Regions from separate parts of the Mus musculus genome. Here region 1 is linked to region 2. The links are chromatin contacts, called in public HiChIP or PLAC-seq maps. All regions are on one chromosome and are shown on one strand. The core of a region is the stretch at or near the end of the contact, and the rest is flanking DNA. Distances in the headings are between cores, read along the strand shown.

What was found. HiChIP or PLAC-seq counts read pairs in DNA pulled down with a chosen protein or histone mark.
Region 1: a FOXA1 HiChIP or PLAC-seq map of pancreatic cancer cells shows a contact between it and region 2. The contact joins two enhancer-like sites. A contact is called at or near these places in 1 of 15 datasets of contacts at CTCF or cohesin (embryonic stem cells), 2 of 484 Hi-C or Micro-C datasets (both in embryonic stem cells), 1 of 115 datasets of contacts at active chromatin or transcription factors (pancreatic cancer cells) and 1 of 9 other capture datasets (embryonic stem cells).

The regions. Positions count from the first base shown.
Region 1 is chr7:66,302,997-66,306,209 of GRCm38.p6, reverse strand. Lrrk1 (leucine-rich repeat kinase 1) reads left to right here. Exons shown (of 34, transcript NM_146191.3): 10 at 680-817. Among named protein-coding and RNA genes, the nearest start is that of Gm45989, 23 kb to the right of the region's middle. Within about 2 kb of position 1,774, at least 80 of the 459 cell types and tissues checked have an H3K27ac peak or open chromatin away from gene starts, as enhancers often do. A contact at or near this core is called in pancreatic cancer cells, where this site is marked.
Region 2 is chr7:65,772,399-65,775,673 of GRCm38.p6, reverse strand. No RefSeq gene overlaps it. Among named protein-coding and RNA genes, the nearest start is that of Gm51485, 28 kb to the left of the region's middle. Within about 2 kb of position 1,518, at least 16 of the 459 cell types and tissues checked have an H3K27ac peak or open chromatin away from gene starts, as enhancers often do. A contact at or near this core is called in pancreatic cancer cells, where this site is marked.

The sequences.
Region 1 (3,213 bases), core at 525-3,024, 530 kb before region 2:
AGCACTGAGAGGTGGGGGTAGGAGAGTCCCTGGTTGGCTGGTCAGACACCCAACATTAACCTGTGGTCTCCACATGCTCGCAAACGCACACATGCACGCATATGCACACATGCACTCATACGCACACATGCAAACCCAGATATACGCATGCATACCAACACAAATGCCAAAAGGGGTGCGGTTCTCAAGAGCACTAAAGAAGTGAGAAGAAGCAGGGGCCTGTATCCAGAGCTCTGCAGACTAAATGAGGTTTTTGTTTCTTGGGAATCTGGCTGGTTGAAACGGATGAATGACATAAGGAATATTTGTGCTTTGTTTCTGTTGGTTTCAAACCAAAGACTAAGCATTTCTAGTTTGGCCGCGTCCTTGGGGAAAGCAGTTGACTCCCGAGAGCGTGGCTCTGAATCGGTCCGTTATTTCCCAGGACAATGGACCGGATGGTGATCAAGGGAAGACGATGAGGCACGTTTGTCTCCCCTAGGAAACTCTCTCCCTGCTCCTGCAGGACAGGACAACACAGCAGACAGAGAATTGGAAGCCTTCTTCCTCACTCTGCACTGTGGTCACAGAGCCCTGTCCCAGTAGCCTCACTTCTGACATCAGATTTACAAACAGACTTCTGGGCAGCTCTACACTCACAAATCTACTTACCACTCTCCCCCTCCCCTCAAACTCCTAGAAATGTTGTAAAGCCTCCAAAAATGCCCTGGAATCGCTGCCAGACAAAATGGCTGTCTTTTGGAAAAGCCACCTTCGGGATGCAGATTTCTCTGAGAACTCTCTGAAAGAGGTGCCCCTGGGATTGTTCCAGCTTGACGTGAGTCCAATGGCACTTCATTTCTCACTGTCCACCGTGGTAAGAAAAAGCACTCTGGACCCTGGGGAACCTATGTGCTTTTTCCGAGTTTGTGAGACACATAAGTAGAAAAAGTGAAGGGTTAGTTGAGCCATCAAAGACATGCGGTCTTGAGCCAAGTTAGAGGAAGGAGAATAGTCACCAGGAAACAGCTGTGCCAGGGAAGGGCTTGTTTGCCTGCCTTAGTCAGCTTTTCATTACCTCTCATTCATAATAAAAACCCAGAGACAACCAGTGTGAAAACGCCTTGCCTTGGCACAAGGTTTGGGAAGTATCAGTCCGTATACAACCCACCATGTTGGTTTTAGTGCTTTGGGGCCTGTGGTGGGGAAGTGCACCATGGGAGAGCAAAGCTGTTCACTTCACAGCCAAGACCTGAACTAACAGGGAAACAGAAGAGATGTGGCCCCAATATCCTCCTCGTGGGCACACCAGCAGTGAGCAGAACACCTCTCCCAGGCCCCAGCTCTAAAAGGTTCCACCACCTACCAGTAACTCTGAGAGCCAGAGTGCCCAGCTTTACTGTTCCTTTAACATATGGACCTTTTAGAGAACTTCCTCATCAAAAATAATGACCCTCAGGACTTCACTCACGGTGGCACGTTTGTTTTGTTTTTGGCTGTAGTGGAGAATTAACCTAGAGTCTCACATACAGTCCGTAAGTGCCCAACCTCTGAGCTCCAGCCCCAGTCAAAACTCTGACGCTTGCCAGAGATGGACTCCATCTGGCCTCCAGAGATTCCCACGGAGCGCCACCACTCTAAGGAGAGACTTTGTGTCCTGAGCACTGGACCACTGCCTTCTAAGAGTCTTCAGGCAGGCTGTAAGACCCTGTGAGACCCAGAGCAAGGGATTGCTAACTGTTCACCAAAAGCATTAGGGCACTCCCTGTAGGGCCTGGTGGTGACTCACAGACCACATTGCCTGGGAAATGAGACCATGTTTAAACACCCAGGTGCAGCCCCTAGCAATCGCAGACAAGCTGCTCAGATCATCCAGAAGGCCAAAAGACAGCAAGCATCCCTTCAACATGCGTATCGCAGAAAAGAAGGGCTATCAAGTCATAGGCTCCCCTAAGCAAGCATGGGACGAAGGAAGAAACCCACTTGTATTCATGGCTAGGTGAAATTAAAGCGCTGTTGAATGAGAACCCTTGTCACTGGTGCCCACAGTGGCTAACTGGCCACGCCTTCTTACCATTTTACCACTTCCCTATTCTGAGGCTATCCCTCACACCAGCGCCTCGCAGTATAGCTTAGCCAGCAAAGAGGGATGGAGACGCGTTGAATCTCAACACTATGTTCTGTAAAATTCCTGTTTTCCCCTGGTCTCTTTCTTCATATTGGGAACTGAGCAGAGGTCTTCACATCCCAGCCCAGGCCCTGGGCTAATCACTCGGGGAAGCTTTTATAGAAATGCAGAGGGTGGCAACCATTCTGGCCATGGTGACTCATGGCATCAACAAGGGAAACCGAAACACACAGGGGGCTTAATGCGGTACAGCTATGTGGTGGGTCTCTTGGGCCACATAGATTGTAGGTGGATCTGTGTTCATGTCACCAAGAAAAGTGAAGGTGTGTCTCTGCTGCTCTCATTAAGGAAAGACATCTTCCAAGGGAATAGCCCCACCCCCACCCCGTAGGCCTGCATACAGCAAAGCGTGTGGATGAATTGTGTGTGTGGAGATCCCAAGGGGTCCAAACTGTACAACTGAGGTCACTCAGTGGGCCTGAATACGGCAAGGCACACAGGGATGAGTTCCCTATGTGCGGACCCCAGGGAGCCCATCCTCGGCTTCTGAGGACATGTGGCTAAGGCAGATCAGGTCACCCATTGTCTTGTCTCTCTGGGCACCGCCCAAGGAGGAAGTACCCAGTGGTGCTCTGTGTACTCCAGGCAGACACCACTAACCACGACTCTTAAGAATCTTTGGTCTCAGACCCTGATATAGCTGTCTCCTGTGAGGCTTTGCCAGTACCTGGCAAATACAGAAGTGGATACTCACAGTCATCTATTGGATGGAACACAGGGCCCCCAATGGAGGAGCTAGAGAAAGTACCCAAGAGCTGAAGGGGCCTGCAATCCTATGGGTGAAACAACAATATGAACTAACCAGTACCCCCAGAGCACGTGTCTCTAGCTGCATATGTAGCAGAAGATGGCCTAGTCGGCCATCATTGGGAAGAGAGGACCCTTGGTCTAGCAAACCTTATATGCCCTAGTACAGGGGAAAGCCAGGGCCAAGAAGTGGGAGTGAGTGGGTAGGGGAGCAGTGCGTGGGTGGGGGATGTTTAGGAAACTTTTGGGATAGCATTTGAAATGTAAATGAAGAAAATATACAAGAAAAAAAAAAGAAT
Region 2 (3,275 bases), core at 269-2,768:
ATCTATAAAAAGAATATTCCAGGATAAAAGCTTAGGTTAATATTCAAAAGTTTGTATAATTTACCACATTGACACAAGAAAGAAGATTCTATGTATCGATGGATTTAAAAAAACGGGTTAGTACAAACTCAACATCTATTCATACAGGAAATGTTATATAAGCTAGTGATAGAAGGGAATTCTTTGATTAGATAAAGGAATCTACAAAAATCTCATCGTAGACATCACACTGAACCATGAGATAGAGTTTGTCTCTTAAGATCTAAAAACATCAAGGACCAGAAAGGTAAGACTAGGTTGTCTACCCACTGTCCAGAGCTTGTTTACAATTTAGAGGGCCAAAGCAGGAGGCAGACAGGCATGGCATTGGAGCAAGAGCTTTGTATCCTGGTCCACAGGCGGCACATAGAGGGAGAAACTGGGCCTGGCATGCTCTTTATGAAGCCCCAACCATCCACCCCAATGACACACACACCTCCTCCAACAAAGTCACACCTTCTCCAGTGAGGGTGCATCTCCTAATCCTTCCCAAATAATTCCACTAACTGGATATCAAACCTTCAAACATACAAGTCTATGGAGGCCATCTCACTGAAACCACTGCACCGAGGAAGTGAGGAAGTTGCGCATACATTAAAACCCACACTCAGGGAGAGAATCAGTGTCTACAAGAACCAGCCTCACAAGAGGCATTAATTCCTCTCAGCAACCCAACCATCTCTTCAAGGCCACACCTTCCAGTACTGTTAAGTCACAACCAATTTTCCACAAGAGCTTGGGTGGAGGCAAACCACATCCACACCACTGCAGCTGCTGTGGTGGAGCTCACCCCAAGGCGGGATGGCCACCAAGGTCAGACCATTAACCTGCGGTAGCAGCGGGTAGCCACATGTAACAGCTCTGCCCAGGACCACGTGCTTACCCATAAGCCCTCGGGCCTCTCATTTGACTTTGGCGGTGGCAGCATCTGAAGTGACCTGTACTTCTTCTTACTCATATTACTAGCTGCCAAGGACTCAGACATCAAGTATGTGCCTGTTTAGAGCAAAAGGAATTGATCTCGTGCCACTGAGCGCTGCCAACAGGAAGAACTGTAAAATCTCATGGCTGCCGAAAGCATCCAAAACTGGGAGAGGAATGAGATTAGTCCTAAGACAGTCTTTAATTCTGTCCCCCCCAGGGGAAAAAAATTGCTTGAGAAAACCAGATTCCATGTCCTGTGCAATCGATCTGTGCTCAGGTGCTGGCGACACTGGGCCCCTCCTGCTCCTGAGTATGTGGTTGTTTGGGTCCATGGTTGCTTGGTGATGGTTTGTAGACAGAATGGAGTCTTCAGGGAGTCTAAGCTCAGAATCGAGTATCATGGAGTGTCCCAGTGCCTGGCACCCCCTTTCCTTGGAGGTACCCAACCAACTTCTAGTTTGAACAAGACTGGCAGAGGAAGAGTGAGAATAATGGGCTGCTTTCATTGAGGACTCTTAGCCTTTCAGAGCAGGCTTGCCAAGTTGTGAGGCAATTCCTTCAATGTAGTAACCCTGTCATGGTACTCTGGCTTCCAGAAGGGCAACAAAACAGCATTCCTTCCTGGCTTTCCGTTGAGCATTTAGAAAAATCAATACAACTAAACAAAGTGGGTGTTACTCAGCAGTTTAATCCTGTGTGCTTCTTTGACCCAGAGACCCATCCATTATCAACATCCCAGAAGGGAAGGCTCCAGCCTCCACCCGCTGCCCCTGTGACCCCAGTAGACATTCCCAGTGGGACCTCTTCTGTAGTTCTCAGGGACCTCCCCCTTTAGCAAAAATTTCCCCTTAATCTGAACTATCATGGTGGAAAATATTTCATATGTAGGGAAGTGTTACACTTCGAAGCATGAATGTCCCCATGTCATGTTTTGAGTGTTCTCCACCAGTGACACTAACTTGAAACAGGCTAAGCCTTTAGGAAAGGGGACCCGGCTGATAGAAGCTGGACTCTAGGAGGGGGCTTTTACGGTAGCAGCTGGGCCTCTCTTCCTAGTGTGTGCAGGGTGAGGAGTCTCTGCCAAAGCAGACTCAACTCCCTCTCTTCCCACCATGATGAAACTGTGATGTAAAACGAGTCCCGCCTCACTTGAGTTGTTTCCGTCTGGCATTTTGCTCACAGTATAAAACAGCTGGCATAACACTCAGCAAGCTGAAGGGTCAGATCTTCTCAAAGTGCTTGCTTTCAGGGATTTCTCAAAGCGCTTGCTTGCTATTCACCCTTTCAGGGACTCGCTGCAGACACACATCACACTGTCTTTTTCTTGAAAAAGGACCTTGTCATCCTCATAGAGTTGGGTATTTTGCTTCTTTCCCTTAGCATCACAAAAAAGAGTTGAATGTGATTAGTTATGTCTTTTCAACAATTTAAGCTGCATAATTTTCTACACTCTGGATGTTGTAAGTGAGCAAGTCTCCTGTCATTGGACAATTACATTGACAATGACTCTGAAAATCCGCTCATCGGGGATACTTGATGATTCTGCTTCTCCCTGGGATATGTCTAAAATTTGGGCCTGAAGATGGGGCTCAGTGGCTCTTGCAAAGAAACACTTTGGTTTCCAGCAGCCATGTCAGGCAGCTCACAACCACCACTGGCTCCAGCTCGAGGGAGTCTGATGCCCTCTTTTGGCTTCTGAAGGCACCTGCAATAACACACACAAATAAAAAGTACACCATAACAAATTTCTCTTGTCATGAATATTCTGATTTTTCTTATTTTTCTGACACCATTGAATTGCTAACCATTACATTATGAAGTCTCCTCTCTTTCAGACAAATGTGTGTATTATTTGGAAGACATAAAAAATATGGTATTGATTTAAAAGAATACAGTCTTACTAACAATGATTTTGATTATTTTATTTTTTTATTGATGCTGAAACAACCACACACAATTTATGGGTCAGAAGTCTGGCACAGACTTCCTGCTTTTAAATCAAGATCTCCACAAGCCTCTCTCCTCTCTAGTGGTCCTATGTAGGTGACTCCCTCCCCCACAATGTTCACATTCCTTGATTTGGAATGTCTTCCCCCATCTTCAGAACCTTTCTATAACCATAGCAATGAAAAGGTCTGCAGGCTTAGATTTTCTAAACCTACTTTATGAGTCAGTTCTTGAAAGTTTCAACCTCCCTTCTAGCCTACCCAACCAGAAATAGAGGAAGAAGAAGGTTTATAAGAAAAGGGATTTGTGGACCTCTTTAGAAATAGTTCTTTGGGCCAACTCCACTCTTCATTATCAGGATACAC